4 separate regions of the Mus musculus genome follow, and all the other regions are linked to region 4. Evidence: chromatin contacts called from public Hi-C data. All regions are on one chromosome and are shown on one strand. Each heading gives the region's core, a stretch centred on a gene start, on an enhancer-like site or on the middle of the called end of the contact. The rest is flanking DNA. Distances are from core to core; before and after follow the strand shown.

The links. Hi-C and Micro-C count contacts between places; a contact is called where the count stands out from the background.
Region 1: a contact with region 4 is called in a Hi-C map of Sertoli cells, with 4 times the contacts expected there. The contact joins the enhancer-like site here to the promoter of 4930519K11Rik in region 4. A contact is called at or near these places in 1 of 39 promoter capture datasets (neural stem cells), 7 of 484 Hi-C or Micro-C datasets (the N1E-115 cell line, Sertoli cells, cortical neurons and 4 more), 14 of 115 datasets of contacts at active chromatin or transcription factors (craniofacial prominence, embryonic basal ganglia, embryonic forebrain and 9 more) and 3 of 9 other capture datasets (adipose tissue, embryonic stem cells and liver).
Region 2: a Hi-C map of cerebral cortex shows a contact between it and region 4, with 2.3 times the contacts expected there. The contact joins the enhancer-like site here to the promoter of 4930519K11Rik in region 4. A contact is called at or near these places in 1 of 484 Hi-C or Micro-C datasets (cerebral cortex) and 9 of 115 datasets of contacts at active chromatin or transcription factors (SST interneurons, astrocytes, embryonic forebrain and 5 more).
Region 3: a contact with region 4 is called in a Hi-C map of cortical neurons, with 4 times the contacts expected there. The contact joins the enhancer-like site here to the promoter of 4930519K11Rik in region 4. A contact is called at or near these places in 1 of 39 promoter capture datasets (neural stem cells), 2 of 15 datasets of contacts at CTCF or cohesin (embryonic stem cells and stem cell-derived epiblast-like cells), 19 of 484 Hi-C or Micro-C datasets (the N1E-115 cell line, Sertoli cells, cortical neurons and 9 more), 20 of 115 datasets of contacts at active chromatin or transcription factors (the 230-238 cell line, SST interneurons, craniofacial prominence and 12 more) and 2 of 9 other capture datasets (embryonic stem cells and pancreatic islet).

The regions. Positions count from the first base shown.
Region 1 is chr14:23,604,745-23,607,444 of GRCm38.p6, forward strand. The region is part of intron 3 of Kcnma1 (potassium large conductance calcium-activated channel, subfamily M, alpha member 1); the gene reads right to left. Gm51422 (a long non-coding RNA gene) reads right to left here. Exons shown (of 2, transcript XR_003951126.1): 2 at 1-2,700. Among named protein-coding and RNA genes, the nearest start is that of Gm51422, 44 kb to the right of the region's middle. Within about 2 kb of position 1,262, at least 6 of the 459 cell types and tissues checked have an H3K27ac peak or open chromatin away from gene starts, as enhancers often do. A contact at or near this core is called in Sertoli cells, where this site is marked.
Region 2 is chr14:23,530,471-23,533,170 of GRCm38.p6, forward strand. All of the region lies in intron 6 of Kcnma1 (potassium large conductance calcium-activated channel, subfamily M, alpha member 1), which reads right to left. Among named protein-coding and RNA genes, the nearest start is that of 5430425E15Rik, 21 kb to the left of the region's middle. Within about 2 kb of position 1,346, at least 9 of the 459 cell types and tissues checked have an H3K27ac peak or open chromatin away from gene starts, as enhancers often do. A contact at or near this core is called in cerebral cortex, where this site is marked.
Region 3 is chr14:23,665,213-23,667,912 of GRCm38.p6, forward strand. All of the region lies in intron 2 of Kcnma1 (potassium large conductance calcium-activated channel, subfamily M, alpha member 1), which reads right to left. Among named protein-coding and RNA genes, the nearest start is that of Gm51422, 16 kb to the left of the region's middle. Within about 2 kb of position 1,374, at least 3 of the 459 cell types and tissues checked have an H3K27ac peak or open chromatin away from gene starts, as enhancers often do. A contact at or near this core is called in cortical neurons, where this site is marked.
Region 4 is chr14:24,003,703-24,006,402 of GRCm38.p6, forward strand. 4930519K11Rik (RIKEN cDNA 4930519K11 gene) reads left to right here and starts at 1,289. Exons shown (of 3, transcript NR_131107.1): 1 at 1,289-1,435; 2 at 1,593-1,752; 3 at 1,979-2,135. Kcnma1 (potassium large conductance calcium-activated channel, subfamily M, alpha member 1) reads right to left here and starts at 503. Exons shown (of 28, transcript NM_001253364.1): 1 at 46-503. The coding sequence starts at 423.

The DNA of each region.
Region 1 (2,700 bases), core at 12-2,511, 400 kb before region 4:
TTTTGAATGTTTGGGAGGAGCAAGGTGTTGGTGACATAAAGATACACACCATGATTTCCTGTTGGGATGGTTTATTTCAAAAGCAGGGCTGATACATAAGAGACAGTTAAGTGCCAACGTTTCCGAATTCACTGGGAATCTCCAGGCAGAATGTGTTGAGAATCCAAAGCTTTTGAAAGGCAAAATCACCCCTAAAAGCCACCTATGCCCTGTAACTTTAATCCACTCACAATAAAGCTATTCTTTTTCTTATACCATACTCAGTGAAGGAACCTTCCATAAAGGTGACATGCCTTGATATATTCTTTAATTAAATGTGACGAAGCAGCAAATGAGTAAACACTTGAAACGTTCAGTTTCTTCTTCCTGTCTCTCTGTCTCTGTCTCTCTCTGTCTCTGTTTGTACACACCTGTGCATTCTTTGCTGTGGAGGCCAGTGAGCACCGGGCTCTGCCTGCCCCCCACCCCCATACTGGGATTATAAACACACAATACCAGCTCCTTTTTTTTAAATGTGGGTTTATGGAGATCATTTTCAAGGCAAGCTTTTAAAAGATTTTGTGTTTGTTTGTTTTGTTTGTTTGTTTGTTTGTTTGTTTTGAAGGAGGAAGACAGCACTGATTGAGGAAGGGATTAAGCTCCACTCCAGTGTCAATGACATAGCAGCTACTAAAGAGTACTGTCTTTCTTTCTTTCTTTCTTTCTTTCTTTCTTTCTTTCTTTCTTTCTTTCTTTCTTTCTCTCTCTCTCTCTCTCTCTCTCTCCCTTCCTTCCTTCCTTCTTTCCTTCTTTCCTTCCTTCCTTCCTTCCTTCCTTCCTTCCTTCCTTCCTTCCTTCCTTTCTTTCTTTCTTTCTTTCTTTCTTTCTTCTTCTTCTTCTTTTTTTTTTTCCTGCCTGCCTTCCATGATCTCAAAGATACTGAATACTGCTCATAGAGGTATGTACTGTAATCCTGGCAATGCAATCCTTTCCCATAGCTCTCTCCAGCTGGAAGGAGAGTGAGGAATATAGTGTTGGTAAATGACTCCTTTTAATATGCTCTCCTGGTGCTCATAGCTTGCGCAGATCGTGATGACAGCCGTGATAAAGACTTGGACACACTGTGAACAAACAGGACGTAGTATCCACCTGTCAGTCTCACTGAGAGCAGAACACCCTCTGAGACCTGAGTTCCACCCCAGAACATAAAGATAAATATAGCCAGACTGGACAAAGCAGCCTACTCATTCAACAGATATCTCCAGCATTCTTTAGTGGCGGGCACTCCACTTGTTGGAAGGACACGACATTCAATGACACACAGTTGCTACTCCAGAACAATACACCATTCAAGAGTGACTTGTTTCGAAGTTGCACTAAATACATTTTTCTGGCTATAGACAAGCTATGAATCTCTCTGCACTTTAAAATCCTCACTTACATGTAAATACAACTCATTTGAGATGTTGAGAGAGATAAAATAGTAAATGTTAAATGCTGTGATCATGGCCAGCTTTGGTGATGCTATGTCCGCAATACCTACTGTGATCTCTAAGACTCCAACCTAAGTAATAAGCAGAGGTTTTTGGGATGAAAGGACCATCTCTGAGTGAGTTGAGATGGATTTTAAGTAATGAACAGACACTGATCTGAGAGAGAAGGTGGGTTGGGGCACAGGAGTGGAGAACTGAGTGTGGGCAGAGATTTGGGTATACAATAGGGCACAGAGCCTCACACTGTTGCAGAGCCTACTGGCTTGAATAACTGGCAAGAACCGAGGGTAGACAGAAGATAGTGAAGCACCTGTGTGCACATTAATGTGCCTGGTCTTCATCCTAGAGATAGCAGGAAGCCGACAGAAACTCAAATGTAGGGGAATGGCTAGTTTATCAAATTAAATCCCAGAAGAAAGAAGTAATTTTTATATTTTTTTATGTGTATAAATGTTTGCCTGCAAGTATGTATGTTTGTATGTATGTATGTATGTATGTATGTATGCATGCATGGATGGATGGATGCATGGATGGATGGATGCACATATACCAGGCACAAGCCAGATACCTAAGAAGATGAGAAGAAGGCATCAGATCCCAGAACTGGAGTTACAGAGAGTTGTGAGCCATGTAGATTCTAGGAACCAAAACCCAGGTCCTCTACAAGAGCATCCAGTACTATCGACCTCTGATCCATCTCTTTAACGCTAACCTATGCAAGTCCTAAGGTGAAATTCTCTGCTTCAGGACAGCTAAGGCCACCTTGAGGAATGGCTTTCTTCAGAGCCTTGCACTGTCAAAGTTTTTTAGAGACAGGCTCATAATACCAACAAAGTAGTTCTCTGAGCCACAATGGCCATCCAGGTCTATTTCTGTGGTCTTAACTGTCACAAAGAAAGGAAAGCACATGGCTTTTTGTCTTCTGAAAGAAGTTACCTTACCAAGAGGCTACTACAAAAGCAGTGTTTAAATGACAGTAGAAAAGCATTCGAGAGAGGCCTGCCTCTATACTTTGAACAGGGATATCTATACAGACAGACACATGCCTACAGTGGTAGGTATGATGCATGTGGTCAAACTTAGGCATATGGAGGAGCTATGACTTACGTATGTCCTCAGAATCATCACTGACAATAGTACTTAAAGGACAGAGACCAACTGACAATTGCAACCCTGGTCCTTTGGGGGCTTGGATGTTCCAGCTCCCAGAAGGACACCTGAAATCCTC
Region 2 (2,700 bases), core at 96-2,595, 470 kb before region 4:
AAATCACAGCCAGACCCTACATTAACCCCTCAAACGTTGCTAAAACTTAACTTGTCTAAAACAAAACCCTTCAAATATATATTAAAAAGAAACCAGAGAGAAGAGTAAATAAAATTTGTGTATCCTTCACCTAAATTGACATTTCCCCATGACTTCATCATCTCTGCAAGTATGTCTTATTTTCTTCAGTGTGATAATTCTTTCTGGTTGTATTTGTTTTGTTTGAGCCATTGTGTTGTGGACATCACCGCCCAACCTCTAATCACCGCGGCATTCTGCTCCGAAGAGCAGACACCATGCAGTAGAATCTGGACACATCTGTATATCAGAAAACGAACTGAATTCAGCAATGCGATCTAGCATACAATCCCAATTTAAATGCCAGTTGTCCTGAAGTTATATTTAATGGTGTTTCCATCACGTTCATCTTGCAGAAAAGAACTCTGTCTCCCACCTCCTGTTCTCCCATTCCCGGCCCTATGCAGCCTGTGGTGCTTTGAATAGGTATGGCCCCCATACATTCATGTGTTTGAATGCTTGGCCCAGAGGAAGCACTATTAGGAGGTGTGGCCTTGTTGAAGTGGGTGTGGTTTTGTTGGAGAAAGTGTGCCGCTGTAGGGGTGAGCTTTGAGATCTCATATGCTCCAGCTATGCCCAGTGTGGTACACAGTCACTTCTACTGCCTGTGGATCAAGACGTACAACTCTCAGCCCATTCACCAGCACCACATCTGCCCGCAGGCTGCCATGCTTCCCACCATGATGATAATGGACTGAACGTCTGAACTTTAAGGCAGCCCCAATTAAATGTTTTCCTCTATAAGGGTTACTGCCGTCAGAATATCTCTTCACAGCAACAGAAACCCTAAGACACAACCCCCGCAGAAGCTAATCCTTCTCTTTGGGTAATCCATCTATGGTAACACTGCCCTCTTTCTGCCTATTTCTTTCTCTTGGGTAATATATTATCTACTTTCTAATGGCTTAGAAGGTTAACAATGGTGACATCTGAGACTTTCACAGTATGTACGCAGTGCACCCACACACCATCATGCTGATGTTTGATGTATACTGACTAATTTCTCATAGGATCCTTCAAGATCATCTGGGGGAACTGGGAAACTGACAAGTTTAGTTCAGTAGGCCCCACAGTTGGAGATGGAAATGTGGCCATTTCAGCCACTTTCAGATCTATTACTGCACAGCCACAGTGTCATGTCAGTGGCATTGATGGCTGCTAGCTTTTGGATCCTGAGCATACCGCTAAAAGGGCAGGATGGAGGCTGTTGTTGCTCAGCCTGGGGAATTCGTAAGGGAGGCCTCCTAACAAAGGCTGCGATCATGTTTCCTGGGTGGAGCATGAGGAATGGAGCTTTCTCTGCTTGTATTTATATAACTGAAGAGAGGAATCCAAGTTCCCGGTTTGCCTGGCATTGATTCTGACAGTTCAGGACAAGAATGAGTAAACACTTCCAAAGTTGTGGGTGAAACTAGCCTTTTGAGGTGTGTGGGATGACATCCTCGGGGTTGGAAACCATATGCCAGCAAAACAGCAGACTGTCCATCCTGGGCATCTTGGTCCTCGCCAGGATCACCCACCATTTGTGGTCCCTGAGGACTGCTGGGGCTTTTTGATGTACTAAGTATTTGCTTGCGTCCTCCCCCTCTTCACTCTTTCTGCTAATGCAGGTGGTAGGTGAGAACACCACTGTCACTCACTATTGAGGAAACCGAGCATTAGGGGGTGTAGATAGCTTGCCTGGGAATCACAGCTACAAGTGGCAGGCCTCATCTAAGTAGCTTGGGAACACACTATAGGAAGCCTCAGGGATCCTCTTTTCCCTTACCCTGTAGTTTGCCCATCATCACTTCCTAACGACCAATCTCCCCACAGCTACTGACATGGGAGACCAAGGTGTCCACCAAGGACTTCCTTTACTAAATAATCCAGTGGAATTCAGCCAACATCAACATCAGCCAACAGAGAAGCCTGCCAGAGTTTTCAGGAACTTTGTGGAAGAGAGTTCTAATCCATCTCAGATACAATCCTTGAGAAGACCTCCAGAGAACAAACCCAAAAGAGATGAAGAGAGGAGCAGAATCTTAAGGAGGGAAGCTGACAGCCTGAGTGCAGATATGCCAAAAGTCTGTCACTCCCTCTGGGACCCAGTCACTCTGCCACTTGCCTAGACACAATTGAAATGGCTCACATCTAGAATGTTCTCAGAGAACATACGAATTGGCCATATCCGCCCACTTTGTGACCTGATACGGTTAGCTCCAGGGCTCTGGATGCTGTGGTATGAAGCTAGCACTCCCAAGCACAAGGCTGCTTGTGCTAACTCCTGACCTTCAAGCCTTTTCCAGACATCTCAATGAGTCACTCTGTGCTTCACCTCATATCAAGCGAAGTTCTCTGACAGAGAATGGAATTGCCAACTGAAAAAACAGAAGTTTGAGGCTTACCCTGTCTCATCAGCTATGTTACCACTAAACCTTGCTCCAGGCAAATTTCTCAATGGAAAATCAAAGCAGAGCAGCCCATTCCCCTGTCTCTCCCTTTCGAGCCCCCTAAGACGTGATCTGATATTGAAGAGAAGCAAGTAGTAGGGAGAGCAGGTAGCCTATGGCAGAGAGAGGAGAGGCATGTGCTGCTCTCTATTTCCAGGGGAGAATTCAACACCTAATTGAGTCACTTACA
Region 3 (2,700 bases), core at 124-2,623, 340 kb before region 4:
GACCTGCATACTCAGCAGGGTGTTGCTGCTTGCTTTCTTACATTAATTTGAGTCCCCAAAATTGTTTGCACAAGAGAATTCACACAGAAGGACCCTGCCCCTCAGTTGGTTGTGATTGGTAAATAAATATGCTGGCAGCCAATGGCTGGTCAGGGCAGACAGAGGTGGGACTTTTAGGATCCCCAGACTTGGGACAGAGAGGAAGGAGGAAGAAGGAGATCTGCCATGCCTGGAGAAGAAGAGGAGAGACACCATGCCTGACAAGAGTGGAGCCAGGAGAGCATGGCACAGTTGGGCAGCCCTCTGGGTCCAAGGCAGCCAAGGCAGAATGTTAAATGTAGTAAGTGATAACTTGGAATTATGAGAGGGAGGTGGATTAACCATGTGGAGGTTGGGAAGTGGCCCAACTACTGTGCTGCTTAAGGCATATCAAAATATAAAGGTTGTGTGTGTGTGTGTGTGTGTGTGTGTGTGTGTGTGTGTGTGTGTGTCTTTCATTTGGGAACATAAAGCATTGGGGTGGGTAGCATTATGTACCACCAGGATCTATTTAAATATTTAATTCAATAGCAGGGAACCTTTGAACCATAACCACTGCCCTCCTGGGGCTCAGAGACTAGAGTACAGGCACATAGAGATACCTGGCTCCACCAGTGAAACGTTATGTGGCCAGTGATTAATCTGGAAAAGGGCCATTAGCTTTGTGGACCATGGGGTCTGAAAGCTTTTCCCAAAAGAAAGATAGAAAAGATGTTTACACATTCCCTCCTGCCCCCAGAAAAAAATCATGTATTCCAATCCCTTCAAGTAGGCTGTGGAGGTATGATGAGCATACGGAGGTACCATACCCTCAACGAAAGACCTTAAGGGTTTGTAAAACCCGGTTTTCACCTCATAGGAATTTGGTCAGTGTCTCTAAGGGCAGGACCACACATTGGCATTTTCCTAGCTAGAAAAACTTGGAAGGTAGAAGCAAGAGGATCAAAAGTTCAAGATCAGCCTCAGCTGCACTGTGAGAGGGAGGCTAGCCTGTTCTAACTGAGATGTCTCAAAAAAACAAAATAGGATGAGGAGGGGGAGGAAATGGAAGAGAAGGAGGTATAGGAAGAGGATGAGAGAAGTAAAAAGGAAAAGAGAGAGGAGAAACCCACCCAAAAAATTCACCCAAGAAATTGCAATACGTGGTTACACATTTGGAAAAGGCATGAATACACGCACAGCAGCCAACAGGAGCAGGGTCAGTCACAAGACTGGGTTGGGCTGTCCAAAAGGATCAGCTCTCAATGTCTCTATAGCATGATGTTGGAGCAATGTTACCAGTTAGCTCAGATGATGAGAAGCCGAGCCTTGCTTCCCTATATACATGCCCACACTGTTCCTTGACATCATGACAACGACAATCTGGGCCTGGAGATTCAGACCAAAGTGAATGTTGGGACTGAGTCAGAACTTTGCAGTGAGTGGGCCATTTCCTGCCACCTGGATTTCAGCAGCCCAAGTTGTTAGAGCAGGCTGTTGTTCCCTGACTGCTGAGATCTTTCAAGCAAGCACAGTTCTGTCATCTCTTGCTTCTGGGAACCTCTGAAACCAGATACATAGTCTAATAAGACCATGCTCCGTCTTCAAATATCATGATAGATGGACAACTGCTCCCTGCCAACAGCCATGCAAGCATTAAGCATGGCCATGAAATTGTCAAGAGGAAAAGGTACGTGAGGGGGTCTAAAAGACTGTGGCCAGCTCCAGATTGTCTGGAGCAAAACATACATCACATGTAATGCCTTAGACTTTCCACAGAACTCTCTTTTGGCATTCTATCTGGAAAGCCCAAGCAGTAACAACACCTGCTGGTTCTAGAATCAGAAACCAGAGTAAGCTCAGTGGGAACACAGTGGTCCACTGAGAACAGGTTCATAAAAGGTCAGCTCAACGGCATCAAAACAGTGGGGATTCCCTCTCGACTCAACCCCTTTCCCAGGGCTATACGGATGAACTTCCAACAGAAATAGAATTCAAGTCATCGTAATCGCCCTGAATTGTCATCTAAAAAGCAAGAGATAAGGGCTAGGGAGATGGTTCCATGGTTAACGTATAAAAATGCTCTCCTAGAGAATTGAACTTGAGTTCCAAGCACTGACATCTGATAGTTCATAACCACCTGTAACTCTAGATCCAAAGGCTCTGGCATCCTCTTCTGGCCTCAGTTGTTACCATTACTCAAATGACATTCCTACATGTGCGCACACACACACACACTTAAAGATAAAATAAATTCTAAACAAAATCAAGATAATATTCATTCTCAAAATACTTTTAATTTAACCTAATACACTAAAAATATTTTATTTTAGCAATAATATTAAAATCTAAGGAGATACTAGAAATCACTCATGTATCCAATACTCTACTACACTTTAACTGTGTTATTCTACCTCATAATAATTGTCCCGTCACATGAAAAGTAGCTTTGCCCAAATGACACTAACAGGAAGCATAGTTTGTATTACTTTCATTTTCAGGACTGTGTTTGAATTAAAGTCAAATAAAAACAACTCAGTTGCTGTAGCATATTTCAAGTGCTCAACGGGCCCATGTTGCTATGGCTACCATATCCTGCAGTCTGATGGAGAATGTTTCATCATGGCTTACAGACAGTTTCCAGAGCCCATAAGTAAATAGAAAGGGTCCTGACTCCTTTAT
Region 4 (2,700 bases), core at 39-2,538:
AACGGCTGGGATGGCGCAGGGGCGGGCGCCCGGGGCGCGCGTTACCTTCGTCTTGCCCCCGCAGTGGCAGCAAACGGTCCACAGGTACTTGAGCGTCCGCCAGAGCAAGATGATGAAGAGGCCCCCGAAGAAAGTCACCATGGAGGAGGCCAAGAAAGCCCACCACATGCGTTGGCCCCGGCTGTCGCACGGCACCTCCATGGTCACCGGTATGATGAGCGCATCCATCTTGGGCTCGTGGACCGAGGACGAGGAGGAAGAGGAGGAGGAAGAAGAAGAAGAGGAGGAGGAAGAGGAGGAGGAGGACGCGTCTAGGCTGAGATGGTTCGCGTGGATATTGCTGCTCATTCTAAGACCGCTGCCTCCGCCGCCGCCGCCGCCGCCGCCGCTGCTGCCGCCGCCGCCGCCGCCACCGTTTGCCATAGCTAGCAATGGGCGGCAGGCGCAGGGGCTCGAGGGAGCTCCTCCCGCCGCCAGCGCCACCCCGAACACCCATCAACAGCCATGTTGCTGCTACTGCTGCCGCTGCCGCCGCCGCCGCGGAGCGCCGGGAGGGGGGCGGGGAGGCGCCTGGGCTCGGGGCGCTGTGCGCGACCTGGCAGGGTGTGCGGAGATATATACAGCCAAGCGCCGCCGCCCGCCCTCCCCCGGGCTGCCGGCCGGCCCGGGGGGGGGAGGGGATGAGGGAGGGTGGCTCCCACTCCCCGACCCCGGCCCCGATCGCCCCCGGGGCTGCGCGGAGCACCGAGAGCCCAGGGGGCGCCGCGGGCGGTCCGCGCCCGGGGTCTGTGCCTCCCGAAGCTCCGTGAGCGCGATCCCGCGTACCCTCGGCGCCGCCCGGCCCGCCTGGCGTGCGCCACGCGTGTGCGCTGCGCCCGGGCCCGGGGTCTCCCGCCCGTCCCCGCACAGCTCTCTCGGGTGATGAGGCGACAGCTCCTTAGGATCGGAGAATCCGCGCCCTCCCGACCGGGCGTGCCCGCGCCACCCTTCCTCCCCGGGGCTGCGCTCCGCTCCTGGATCGCCGCCTCCTGTGCTCGCGGGGCCGCGGCAGGTTGGTTGCGGCGGTCTGCCCTGCCTCCGCGGCCAGCTAGCCGATGCTCTGCGGGACCCCTTCGGGCCGGGTCTCTGTGACCCTGAGCTTCCTCGGCCTCCGCTCGCTTCTTCCTCCTTGCCTCCTCGGGCTCCTCCTCGTCCCCGTTCTCGCAGCCCGAGCCTCTTCGGCGCGCGCCCCGCGCGCCCCGCAGCCGCCAGCAGTGGCAGCTGCAGCAACTGGAGCGGGCGCGGGCTCAAACAGCCCGAAGCGGGAGGGGAGGAGGCTTACCGGGCTAACTCGCCTCGGCTTGGGGCTGTGTAGGGGCAGCAGGTCATTTGGCAGTGGTGGGGCATGCGGCCCCCCATCTTCCAGGATGTAGAGTATAGCGCCACCAGCCTAGAGGTAGGACTTTGCAGGTGTTGCGCCCCTCTAGGCTCAGCAGGGTACCAGAAGGGGAAACCACCAGGTGTCTGGGGTAGGCCGGTTTTCCCAAAGGGGCCCCTAATAGGGAGAGGAGTGGCTGGTTGTCAGCTAGATTCAGTGGACTTATTGCCCCTAGATTCTAAGGCTTGGAGACTAAGGAAGACCCTAGCCAGTACAGTACACCTGCTGACAGAGAGTTCACTCTTTCGTTTCCAAGATGCCACGTTGTGAGTTGCTGATGAACAACTGGGGCATCTGGAAGTCTGTTGGTAGTCTGTGACCTCTGACAGCTGCAGGTGGGTTTGTTGGTTGTTGTTGTTTGTTTGTTTGTTGTTTCCTTATTAAGCAAAGATGACAGCAGCCTGGTGGTTGGTGTGGAACAAACTGGGTAGAAAAGGAGGTTTCTTAAAGGGCTGCTTCCTAGTTCTTTAGACTCGTGTGGGAAGGGCAAATGGATGACGGGTACTCTGCATTCAGGCTTGCCTTTCTACATTTCTGGTCTCCCGTTTCTCCCCTTTAAAGGGAAGGAGTCCAGGATTGTTCAGCAGCCCCTGTCCCCCGCCCCACCCCCAGTCCCCCTATCGTTGCACACAGAAACTTCCTCCCTCTGGACACTTCTCCAGGCTGGCAGCTGGACCACAACTTTTTCCTGTGCTAATTAAAACCAAGATGATCACTCTCCCCTCACTGCCCACAGTGATTTCCCCAAAGTTTCCAGCTCATTAGTTATAGTCTAATTGGAATTCTCAGGTTCCTTTCAAGACTCTTCATATGGTAAACTGGCCCAAAGGAGCCTCCTTACCTGAACAAGCTGTCTCGACCTAAATCATTGGTCAGCCACACCCTGGCCCTAGGATACAGAGGGCCAAAGAAGGCCAAGCCTGGCAGACACTGAAAATATGTGAGTCTCAAATTGGTTGGTACATTCCTTGGGCTCAGTATACATATCCATTAGAAAAGACTTAAGGTCAAAATCACCTCCCCCATAAAATAGTACACAACAGAAGGCCAGCAAAATGGCTCTGCTGGTAAAGGTACTTGTCTCCAAACCTGACCCCCTGCGCCTGATCCCTGAAATTCACAGAGTCAAAGGAATAAGCTAACTCCTGTTAACCATTCTCTCATGTCCATGTGCATGCTATGGGGCACACTCACATTTACACACACAGAAAGGGGGGTGCTAAAGAAGAGAGCAATAAATGGTGTTTTCTAGAAGCAGAAATTGCCTCAGTCTCCCCTTCAGC